Linked DNA regions of Hordeum vulgare: region 1 is linked to region 2. The links are chromatin contacts, called in public Hi-C maps. All regions are on one chromosome and are shown on one strand. The core of a region is the stretch at or near the end of the contact, and the rest is flanking DNA. Distances in the headings are between cores, read along the strand shown. Region 1 holds the start of LOC123444440 (la-related protein 6A-like). Region 2 holds the start of LOC123440266 (basic leucine zipper 6-like).

What was found. A called contact is a pair of places that touch in the nucleus more often than the background predicts.
Region 1: a Hi-C map of seedling shows a contact between it and region 2, with 2.6 times the contacts expected there. The contact joins the promoter of LOC123444440 here to the promoter of LOC123440266 in region 2. A contact is called at or near these places in 2 of 6 Hi-C or Micro-C datasets (leaf and seedling) and 1 of 1 datasets of contacts at active chromatin or transcription factors (embryo).

What each region holds. Positions count from the first base shown.
Region 1 is chr3H:492,181,115-492,187,356 of MorexV3_pseudomolecules_assembly, reverse strand. It overlaps LOC123444440 (la-related protein 6A-like), which reads left to right and starts at 4,520. Exons shown (of 11, transcript XR_006631000.1): 1 at 4,520-5,128; 2 at 5,309-5,396.
Region 2 is chr3H:491,587,701-491,594,330 of MorexV3_pseudomolecules_assembly, reverse strand. LOC123440266 (basic leucine zipper 6-like) reads right to left here and starts at 5,023. Exons shown (of 4, transcript XM_045116842.1): 1 at 4,221-5,023; 2 at 4,031-4,121; 3 at 2,517-2,643; 4 at 1,837-2,426. The coding sequence starts at 4,657. The coding sequence ends at 2,281.

The DNA of each region.
Region 1 (6,242 bases), core at 3,271-5,770, 590 kb before region 2:
CATGTGTGTGTCGGGAAAAAACCATCCTTGCTTCCTCCTGTGGAGCTGGGCAGGTACTCCATGTGGAACCCGCATACGATCTCTTATTCAAGGTGCCCATTCATTGCCATGTCGCAAAAGGGCCAAAGTAAACATGTCAATGTTAACTTCCTTGAATAGGGTCATTACCGAACTTTTGTGACTTGTGAGCACCCCATACGACCGCACATATGAGTGCCTGCACTCGTATGGATGGTCGTCTTGCGCCCCGGAGATGTCGCACAGGTTCCAAATGCATTGATATATCCTTTTTATTGATCCGGTATTGGAACAAGAAAGGATATCCCACACCTATTTCCTCAGGGGTGACCCTTGGGTATCGAACCCATGAGAGGAAGACTCCGTTGAAGCAATGGTCTCTAGAAATCTCTTTTCCAAAGTCTCAATCAATCTTCTGACCGGATCAACAAGCAAATTGTGATTCAACACTCATAATAAAAAGAAGGTACTGATGGTCCTCGCGAGTGCGTTGGTCTCCCTCCAAGCTTAAAGGGTGATGTAGCACAACGACGAAAAATATTTCCCTCAGTTAAAAAACCAATGTATCAATCCGGTCGGAAGATCCACAAGACTATGTAAGCAACATGTGCAGACAAATAGCAAATCCTCGCAATCCAACGTGTAGGGGGTTGTCAATCCCTCGTGGGTAAAGTAATGATAGATTGATAGATGCAAATAAGAATGATAGCAAATAGAACGCAACAAGGAATTTTTGGGTTTTTTGATAATATAGATCTGAGAACAAAAGAGCAAATAAAGTAGAACAACAAATAGCAAAGTAGAGATTGCAAATATATGATGTGAAGTAGACCCGGGGGCCATAGGTTTCACTAGTGGATTCTCTCAAGAAAATAGTAAGCGATGCGTAGACAAATTACTGTTGGGAAATTGGTAGAAAAGCAAATAATTATGATGATATTTAAGACAATGATCATGTATATATGCATCACGTCCAAAATAAGTAGACCGACTTCTGCCTGCATCTACTTCTATTACTCCACACATCGACCGCTATCCAGCATGCATCTAGTGTATTGAGTTTATGGAGAAACGGAGTAATACCTTAAGAATGATGACATGATGTAGACAAGATCTATTCATGTAGGAATAGACCCCATCATTTTATCCTTAATGGCAACGTTACATGCATGCCATGTCTCTTTCTGTCACTAAGATTGAGCACCGCAAGATCGAACCCATCACAAAGCACCTCTTCCCATTGCAAGATAAAAGATCAAGTTGGCCAGACAAACACCAAATATCTGAGAAGAAATACGTGCCTATAATAATCAGTCATGCATATGTTTTCATAGATCTGATCATAAACTCACAATTCATCGGATCCCAACAAGCACACCGCGAAAGAAAGAGTTACATCACATTGATCTCCAAGAGACCATTGTATTGAGAAACAAAACAAGAGAGAAAGCCATCTAGCTACTGCCTACGGACCCGTAGGTCTGATATGAACCACTCACGCATCATGGGAGGAGCACCAATGAAGATGGTGAACCCCTCCATGATCGTGTTCTTCTCTGGAAAAGGCTCTAGATTGGTTTTCGTGGCTCTGGAACTTGCAGCGACTGAAACGATTTTTTGTTGTCTCCTCTAGGGTTTCTGGAATATTGGGGGTATTTATAGAGCTCACATACGGTGCAGAAGCTTTCAAAGGGCCCCACTAGACACCATGCCATGCTAGGGACCTCTGGCGCGCCATGGTGTCTTAGTGGCCTCGTGGGCCTTGGCTGCTGCTCAATCTTGGCCCCCAAGTTTCCTTCTGGTCCAAAAAAATATCCAAATAGTTTTGTGGCAATTGGACCTCATGTGATATGGATTTTCTATCAAGGAAAAAACAACAAAAAACAACAACTGTCACTAGGCACTATGTCAATAGATTAGTCCCAAAAAATAATATAAAATTGCTATAATATGATTATAAAACATCCAAGAATGGTAACATAACAACATAGAACAATACAAAATTATAGATACGTTGGAGACATATCAGGTACGGGGATGAGATCTTAATGCTTAAAACCATGTATTGGTGTTGGGATGAAAAAAATGATATTAGTTTGTGCTCGGGGAGTCACCCATCAAGAGGTACTTGCTTCGTACCGTAGTGGGGGATGTGTCCAAAGTATATCTTAACCGGCTTGAGCCGTGCATCAAGAATCAGTTGTCCTACCAAAGGCCCTATCCATCTCGCGAGGTTGCCCCAATAATTAAGATACTAATACCAGACACAAGCATTGGATGTTTAATGACTACATCTCATGAATACCAAGTTTATGATCCATGTTACCTTACTAAACCTTACCGTCACCGGTGGTCGGTATAACACTTCATGGTCCCCTTGCTCCTAGCCTCACTGGTGCTCGATCTCCATGATTCCGGGTACCTGCAAGGATGAAGATCGCGAACAAGACAAGAGACACTTCTCGAAACAATTTTATTTAACACATACAAAACGTTATGTTAAATACTTCTTAAATACTTCCATCGACCCCTTCACCAAATACCTAGGGTTGCAAGGCTCATGCCTCACCCCATACCTTACGAGACTACTCACACACGGAGATCGGATCGCGAGAAGAAATAATTAAAGAACACATCTTGGGATTAATTGATTGCAATATGTCTTACAATGGATGCCTTGTCCGATGCAAAGTTACAAGTATGAACTAGATGACAGAGCACTATGGTGGTGGAGATGGCTATGGAAATGAAAGTGGCGGCAGCTAAGGTTTGTGGATGGAGATGATGATGATGTTTTGCCTGTGCTCGTCGCGCTCCTACTGCTCGTTCTGTTGGCATTTCGACTGGGCCCCCCTTTATAAAAGTTGTTTAGGTGGACGACCTCGTCGGTTTTCACGCCAAATGACCGCTCATGCGAGCATGTGGCTCGCATGGAACACCGTCTTTGGCTCTAGTGGCCTCCTGGCGCCTCCCGACGACTTATTTCCCATGTGATTTCTTCCCTTTTTAGCCCATTTCATGTGGAAAGATATCAAAGAGAGGATTTGTGGAATCCTTTGCATTCATTAGTCATTAGTGGCAATATCAGAGCGAATATTCCTTTTTATTGAAATATCTCGATTTAAACATGATTGAAATGAGTGTAAAAATATCACTCATCATGCATCCAATGTTTTTATTTTTTTATGGTAGGTGATAATCACATTGATTGACGTGATTCCACCATATTTTTATGGAATTTGTTTCATAGTACTTTATTTTCTTCAAAAGACATATCATGGGAGAACCGACAAAAAGCAGTGCATGGATGTGGTAAGATTCCACAAGGGCTACAGTGTAGGCACAAAATAACCATAAAATATCATACATTTTGGACTCATCACAACACTGCCATCGCTAATTCTGCAGATCTAAGAGTCACCGCGGTCGAGCAAGGCAAGAACTGATTCTCAGTTTGTCCTAGCGCTAAAAGTTACCAAGTACATTGGGGGTGTTGCTATATTTCGCTCCATTCCGTCCTAGGGGATTTCCCTCTCCCGCCATCTTTGCCCAGATTTTCCGTGCACCGCTCTCCACATCGTGCCCCACTTTTGCGCCCAACTGAGTCTGACTCGCTGGAAACAACTGATTCAAGCGTTACTAGAGAGATAGGATCTAGGTCGCTTTAAGGTCCGTGCACGTGCTAGCCAGGCCTCCTGATTATGCTAGCAAACGGATTTTCTCGCACCCACTAGGACTCTTTTGTGGGTGATGTAGATTACCTAACAAGTCATAGTCGATTCTCCAAAAGCACGAAGTTGTGCCTATATGCTAAACTAGTTTTAATAATCCGTAGATTAGTTACAATATCTAAACAGAGTTTAAAATCGAGATGAATTCAGTTTTTGTCAAACGAGTTCCCTACAAACAAGGTATCCAAATAACCACTATTTAAGTCTTGCAATAAGCAAGCATGGCTCCCGCGGTATTCCACCGTGTACCATGGGGAGTAGGAAATCCGAATTCACTCCCCAAATAGGCTGGCCGACATGGGAAATGTGTTTGATGCACCCACACTTGTGGTGCTACCGATGCACCGGGTGCCATAGACCATATTTAAAAATCTAAAAAAATCTAAAACATTGACACAATATCAATGTATGCTGTCATAAAATTTCTTGAGATATTTTTTTACATTAATGTGATAATGAGCCAAATTTAAAGTTTAATTTATGTTATATGCTATGTTCCGGATTTTGACTTGAAATTTTATGACAACCTACATTAATATTATGCCAATGTGATAAAAAGTTTTCATAAGTTTTTGAACATTTTAAAATATGTAACATGGGTTCGGTGCACCGTTAGCACCACAACCGCCTAGTGCACCAGATATTCTTTTTATTTTTCAAAAATAAAACGAACGCCACATTTTGGCCCAGTTTTACTTGTCCAGCGGGCCGTTTCTCACCGGTCGAGCCGTATATAGCCCAAATCCCCACCCGAGCTCAATCTCGAGCCCGCAGTCGCAGCCGCCCCGCAGCCGCCAGCGACCTCGAGCGGCGGCGACCGGTCGGCGGGCGACTCGGCTCCCCTGATCCCCTCCGGTATGGACGGCCAGGCTCCACACCCCGTCGCCGTCGCACCCAAATCCCCGCCGCAGCCACCTCCGCGTCTGGATATGGAGGCGGAGGACGACCCCGTCGTCGTCCCCGACGCCGCCGATGCCGCTTCGTCGGAGGCCTCCAAGGTCGGCGCCCATGGTGTCGCGCCCCTGCTTTCTACTTCGTCCCTTCTTAAGATGGAAGACGACCCGGTTGTCGTCCCCGACACCGTCGAACCCGCTTCTTCAGAGGCCTCCGAGGTTGGCGCCGGTGGTGTAGTGCTCCTGCAGCCGCCGTCGCTGTCTCTTGAGGCGGAGGAGGATCCCCTCATCGTGCTCGGCACTTCCGAGACCGCTTCTCTGGAGGCCACCAATGTTGGCACCGGTGTTGTGGTGCCGTCGCCACCTCTTGAGGCGGGGGACGATCCCCTTATCCTCCCTGGTACCGACGCCTCTTTGGAGGCCTCCGACGTACTCACCACTGGTGTCGTGCTTACGGACGAGCTCCGCGACAAGATCGTTAAGCAGGTACACCGATGGCAGTCCGGTTCTTGATGTTTGGTTCGCATGAGAGTGCTGATTGTCGTGTGCTGTATTTAGTTAGCACCTCTAGTTCGTGTCGCAAGAATCTTAATCCTGCGTTCGTGCAAGCATAAATTATATTCTAAATGCGTGCTTATTAGAAAGAAAAATGCTTCAATTTTGCAGGTGGAGTACTACTTCAGCGATGAGAATCTTCCCACGGATGAGTTTATGTTGAAATTTGTGATGAAGAACAAGGAGGGCCTTGGTAACGGTAAGTAGTGTGCAATTGCTTTAGGACATACTCCCTCCGTTCCTAAATATAAGTCTTTGTAGAGATTTCACTAGTGGACTACATACGGATGTATATAGACATACTTTAAAGTGTACATTCAATCATTTTATTCCGTATGTAGACATCTAGTGAAATCGCTTAAAAGACTTATATTTAGGAACGGAGGGAGTACATGTGATGAAAACACTCTGTATCACGTTGCTCACAAGTTGATATATTCCAGTTCCTAGCTGTGTTAGGTTATGTTTATGAGACAATAGCCATCTAAATGATGAACTATTCTGGCTGTTTTCAACTGCTTATAACGAGTGTTTTTATTCTAACAGCACTATTATATTTGTCAACCACGTTGTTTGATATATTAGAAACAAGCTTTTGTTGTTCGTCAATGACACCCTAGAACGCTAGAATTTCCTGCATTTTTAGCAGTACATATTCAATTTGAAGTTCTTTTTCTGTATCTGTTTTGTGGGACATTTTTGCATGCCTACACATCATGGTGCATGGTCTAGGTCTGCAAACTCAGTCCTCAGGATTGCTGCCTGTCTAAACATGATGGTTTGTTCTTGCCCTAGCTATTTATGTATAGTAGAATGGAGATGAAAATGATGAAATGTGACAGGTACTTATGATGAGGCTTTTACATGGGTACTCATGGTGCAGCTTTTTTTAGTTGTGCCGAGAAGCTGGTCTAGGCCTCTGTGAATGTTACATATACTTTGGTCTGATTCACTCCATTCTATTCATACAAGTAGAGATCATGGGTGGTGCCTTGTGGAATAACTATTGGGCTTCATTGTTTATTTCTGTTTCTTTAAGATCTAT
Region 2 (6,630 bases), core at 3,774-6,273:
ATCTCTCCTCCTCAAAGCAGTCTTTCTTCTCACGTTATAATAAAGCACAATGATCAAGTCATACATTGTAATGAGGAATCCCTCATACATGCAGATCAAATAGACAACCAACCAACATAAATCGCACCGCAAAAACAACTTAAAGGAACAATAAAAATGACACGACTACGAAGTCGAGCATGAGCATTAGTGAAGCTACAGACGACGACACACCATGACTAGACACACCTAAGCTCTACGATGACGCTTCGAGGAGGCTAACGCCGCAAAGTGTCGTCGTCGCGAGTCCAAAGGGATGTACGCTAGTTTTCGCTCTAAGCCCTAGCACGAGAAGGAGAACCACAATGACACGCTCAAGAGAAAAGAGGTGCCCGCAGGCATCGCCGCCTTCGGCGCCAAAGCGTTGATTTTTTTGCTCGGCAACTCTCTCGTACCATGATGAGACGCTCATACCACCGCGAGCATGTCAAAGTCTCCACAACCATATCTGGATGCCACCATAGTCGGCCACAAGGAACATCCGTCACCACCCCCTCATTGCCCACACAACCAAGGGACATTACCGCCAGCGTTGCTAAAAGACTCGTCAGAACCACCCCGACATTCTTAAGCCAAAACTCTCACTAATATCATAACGCCTGGGCACCGCCCGCCGGAGCAGAAGTATGTTTCTCCCCTATCCTTAAAATCTCCACCTTGAGTAGATAGGACACAGTTGGGAAATGGGCGGTCTTGGCTCCCTTGTGACCAACACCAAGCTCCACGCATGAAGGCCCGCCTCAGGAAGGGGCACAACCCTACACCGATGACTAGTCCACGACACGAGCCACCTGTCGGACACCACCACCAAGGGGGGGGGGACATCGCCCCCATAAGATCGGGCCTCTCCTGATGTAGACGGGGGCGTCCATGCGAGCCGGCTACTCCAGCTGTCGGGAAATCTCATCAGTAGCAGCATCATCCGCTTTCATCCTTCCAGACACGAAGTCAATCACCATCACCACATGTGAAGGGCCACAGTTAAGTTGGATCCACCTTTAGACCGAGCAAGGTGTCCCCTTTAGCCCACGTCAGAGCATGATGCCCACACCACAACCCACCAGTGGAGGAGGAAGGGAGATCCCTGCAACCGACGGCAGCGCCAAGGTCTCGCCCTACCTTTCGCAAGAGAAACACAAACAAAGTACCCCCCCCCACCCCCGCATGCACGCGTGTTTTCTACTCTCGATCTCTTGACCATGAATCTATGATGTTCCTTTAGAGCATCTCGAATAGCTGCCCTATAATAGGGCACCAAAAACTATTTGGAGCAAAAATTAAAACAACAAAAATTGTTTTTAAAGCATTAAAAACATTCATCTCCAGCTGCTGCCCTAAAATAGGGTGTAACCCGTTTTTACACTAGAAGTGGGCCATGTTCAAAACTTAAGAAACATGGAACAAACGACGCATCGATCTTGCAGATGAAGTGGTGCAGCAGAAATGCAGAATCTGATTTATTGCACCTCCAACCACATGGAAGAGGTTAAAAATAGAGTATTCCATCTATTCTAAAATATAACAAGTATTAGTTTTTCCCGAATTCAAACTTGTGCATTTTGACCAAGTTTATAGAAAAACATATATCAACAACTACAATAGGAAATCCATATTATTTGATTATTTTCATACTTTATCTATTAAGTATTGCCTATATTGCTATTTTATTTAACTTTATAATCTTGATCAAACATATAAACGTGCGACTTTCACAAAAACTGATGCATCTTATGTTCTGCAACGAAGGAAGTACAAAGTTAAGTGAAGCATCATAACAACAAGATAAAGCTACAAAAAGAAGCATAAGCCCTATGGACACACATACATTTACCGGGAAACAAACGATTCAGAACAATACATAGAGCAATTCCGCTAAAATCAGTACGAGGATACAAAGCAAGAGTTGTGCTTATGTGGTTTCCAAAAAAAGAAAAACTTTCCTAAAAAACGACGGCTCCAAAACTAAACCGAAAACAGTCTACGTACACAGGATGCAATGCTACACACAAAATTTACAACGAAGCTACACTTTGTTTTTTTTTTCCTTCACAGTAAAAAAAAACGAAATCGGTATGCAAAAAATGATACAGGTCAATGGGTAAAAAAAAAAAAAAACAAGAACAAGAACAAGAAAAAAGGCATGGACGGTTTCATTCATGCATTGATGCCATGTTTCCCTCCCGCTCACAGGTCAATGATGCTGCGGCGGCGTGGCGGAAGGGGCATGCCATGATCGCTCGGCTAGCTCATGAGCTCCTTCTCCGCGCGCACAGGTGGCGGCCCGCCGTGGTCGGAGGCCGCGCCCGCGCCGGACGACATCCTGAGGTTCTGCTGCTGGTACACCTGCCGCAGCCTCTCGATCTCCTCCTTGAGCGCCTCCTGATGAGCTGCAGGTCAAGACGACTTTGGTTAATTCCTCAGTCACGAGTCATGACTTTGGTGAATTTTCTGACGGAGCAGGAGGTAGGAGCACTCACCGTCCTTGAAAAGCTTGTCCTGCGCCAGAGCCGCGATCCGCTGCTTGAGGTGGCTGTTGCCGACGGTGAGGATCGTCCGCTGCTGATCCAGGAAGGCCACCCGAGGAGACAGCACGGACACCTCGTTCTGCGGACCAAACCACACCATCAAGTCAGGTTAATTCACATGCCGCTAGTCAATTGCTACTCCCTCCGTTCTAAAATATAAGACCTTTTAGAAAATTACACTAGCAGACTACATATGAAGCAAAATAAATGAATCTACATTATAAAATATGTCTACGTACATCTGTATGTAGTTCATAATGCAATATCTAAAAGGTCTTATATTTAAGAACGGAGGGAGTATAAATTTTGACTGATGACTTGTAAGGTTAACTCCTGGGTTTGCCCCCGAAACATCCTCCTTTTCCCTTTAATTCTGTGACGTCTCCATGTGCACTCAGCTTGTGACAGAATACACACATACACGCACAAGACACAAGCAGCATATGCCCTTTGACGTGCGCCGCATGCAAGTGGCCACGGTACGGTTGTTAAATGCTAGTAGCAGTGCACTGAGGCTCACATCATTGCTTAAGACAATAATAAACAGATGTGTCACCAGTCACTACTAGGTGGGGCCGGGAGGCGGCCGCGTCTGCATGTGCCGTACCACTCACTGGCCGTGTAATTGGAGCGGGAGAGGGACCGCCACTCCACACGAGATGCGACCACGCAGCGCCATGTGCATTTGGATCACGCGCCCTTGGTAGGTAGGTAGGTGGGTACCGTACGTCGCTGTGCGTACGCACGAGAGGGGAGCCCTCTACTCATCGGTCTCTCTCATTCATCATCCCTCCCCACCTCACATGGGTAATGGCTTCTCACACCAACATCATCTTGCTAGCTTGCGTGCTGCCTGCCTGCCTGCACCATGCATCGATCTAATCTAACCCTCTAGTCTAGTGCACGCGGCGATTGATACGTTTGTTGTGTCATTGCGTCTTGCGTGCGCACGGCCCAAAACATCGGGTATATGGCGTGCGTCGTGGCATGCCGCGCGTACACCAAATTGATGGGTACGTACGTTACATATACAATCGCCCTGACAGCCTGACGTGCCCATTTTGTGATGCAAAACCACGCAAGGCCGAGTGTGCGTTAGCTCTTGGGCATGCATGCATGCATGCATGACAAAGAGCGTGTATATATGAGCTGACGCATGCCGAAATTGTGCTTATGCGTGGTGTGTCCGGGATTTCCTTAGCATTATGTAGTGTATGTCTATGATCTACTGCTAGTCTGCTACTCAGTTTTCTACTCTGCTTTTTGGGCGACAAGAGGTCGGAGGCATGCATGGAGCACAGTGAGTGGCGTACGTATCGTCAGCTTTTTAAGTATCGTCCCTAGAATTGAGATCTGTTTATAGACTAGCTAACTAGAATTGAGTAGCACTAGATCGCCCCATTAGACTGTTCTTAGTGAAGCAATTACTCCTAGATAGCACTAGCAGCAGGTGAGTATATATGTACCTGCAGCGTTGTGACGCACCGCTCGAGCTCGGAGATGTACTGCAGCTTCCTCACCCGAGATCTCTGAGCCGACTGGCGGTTAGCCAGTATCCTGGAAACACATAATTCGGTCGATAATCAACACATGCATCAACCAAGGAATCTCATCCATGCATCGGCATCGGCATTGGCATTGGCATTGCGCGCGCACCTCTTGACCCTCTTGGGGTCGCGGATCGTCTCCGTGGACGAGGTCGGCGTGGCTTGCCCCGGCCCACCAGGCTCCTCCGGGTTAGCATCGTCGTTCTGCCCGTCGTCGTACCGCTCCTTGCCGTCGCTGTCGCTGGTGCCGTTCTCCGACCCGGGGGCCGTCGACCCGCCCTCGTCGGGGAACATGGACATGAGCTGGTCGTCGTCCAGCCTGTCGAAGTCGCCGGCCCCGCCGCAGCCCCCGGGAGCCATCTCCACGAAGGCCACCGAGTCGCTCAGCGACCTGCGGTGCGCGCCCCGGCGCGCCGCCGCGAACTCGGCGAACTCGTCCGCCCACACCACGGCGGGCCCGTGGCCGTGGTGCTCCACGCCGGCTCCGGCGCCGGGCCAGTGGTGCGCCCCGGCAGCCATCGGGATCTTGGGCGGGAGCTGCGCCATTACGTACGGTCGAGAGCGGACGAGCTGGCCCGGCAATGCGCAACAGCTAGTAGCTCCTAGCTAGCTCCGGCAAGGCTAGCTAGCCGCTCAACGTAACCAACCAGCGAGCTGCGTAATGCGATCGATGTGCCGGCGCGCGTAGAGCTTTGTTTTATAAGTAGCAGACGAGGCATAGATCGAGAGAGTGGCCGCCGCTCGCTACTACACTTTGCTTGCTTGGGTGAGGTGAGATGGGCTGATGGGGGATGGAGTGGAGATTGATGGGAATTGGAATCGGGGAGTCACATGGGACGAGACTTTTGGAACATGAGGACAGCCTGAGCCAGCTAGCTTGGCCGGAGGGGTGGTGCATGCGCGCGGGAAGGATGGATGGATGGATGGTGGGGATGAACGGTTTTAAGCGAGCCGGTTTTTAGTAGGTGGGCAGGAATCCCCGTCCACGTGCCGCTGTCGATCGATCTATCCGTCCGTCCGTCCGTCCGTCCATGGATCTCATTCTCCCCATCATTACCTCACACTTGCTAGCTCGCTGCCTGTGTATCTATGGCGAGAGCTGCAAGTAGCCGTCGTTGTCGCCTAAAACGGGCCGGGTGTCAGCTGCAGCAGCTACGAGTAGATCTGATCTGCTGCGTGTGCGCCTTGAATTAACGGGCATGCAGCTGCTGATTGTGTTTGCCTGATTACGATAACGATTACGAGAGGGAGATGGACATTCTTCTCGTTCGTCAGTAGTTTCGGACTCCGATGGCATGGTTCGATCGTGTCAGACATTTGGAATGGACGGAAAAGGAACAGGCGGGAAAGCGTGTCAGCCTGCTGTCAGGTTGGTTTGCACCGGAAAGAAAGCTGCGTGCGCGCGTATCATTTGGTCAGAGAAGGAGCATGTTCGCAAATCCTCGGGATCAGAGATCTCACCGCGTCTAATTCTGCTTCCATGTTACGCGGGAATCTTCTGCCCTCTCTTTATCACGACACCTTATACCCTTCCTCTTTGTTAATAACATCTCCAAAATGTTAGCCCAGTGACTTCTTGACAGACGTAACCCCTTGCTATGTCTGCAAGGATGTTATATGCTGCGTATCTCTGATCTCGCAAACGAAAGGCAGGACCGACCTCCGTGCTGATGACATGTTTAAAACAGCAACAAGAACAAGTAAACACATGTTTGAGTTGAGATGTGCTGATTGAGTGATCTTCATTCTTCACTGACCTCGATGTACTTGCTTCTAATTGAGAACCAACCGTTGTGCTGTGACAGGAAATGTCTGGGTTGTGCAGGCCGGTTGGGACAGAAGGGCCATTGGCTAGGCCGAACCATTCTGAGGGTTTGGTTGGGCGGTCGTGCGCGGGTCTAGGATAAAGCTGTGAAGTCGACTAGAGACGATGCCGGTGAGGCGGTGACGACGTCGGCGTCCTCAAACGTCGTTTACCTTTTTCAAGGCGTGTTAAAAGATGAGATACTCCCTCCTTTTCGGTTTATAGGGCTTTGATAGAACTTGGATCTACTAGGCATAGATAGATCCGGTACAAATCCTCTACTTTACCTTGTCCTGAGCCGGATGAGCTCCCACCGTTCTCCATCGGTGTGGTGGCGACGGCGGTGATGGAGAAAGAGGGTTAGGCGTGGGTGGAGCTTCCTGTGAGCACCGTGCTTAACCTAGATCGGATAGGTATGTCGGTAGGGGTGTGACGACGGCGAATCTCGTAGTTCGTGCCCCGACACTCCACCGTCCTTTATATAGCGCGGGTCACAGGGGCCCACCAACCATAATGGGTTGGGCGCCCCCGATCAGGGCGCATAGATCAAGGCCCGGTGGGCCGTTGGGCCCACTGAAAGTGCAGTCATGCCCTTAATCGAGTTTTGGTGTTAATGACAACACATACATAGGAAACTAATCTTATTTGTTGAGTGTATCTCAGGATGGCTTTTAAAGTACTCTTAGTAGATCGAGAATTATGTGCCAAGGTGGCT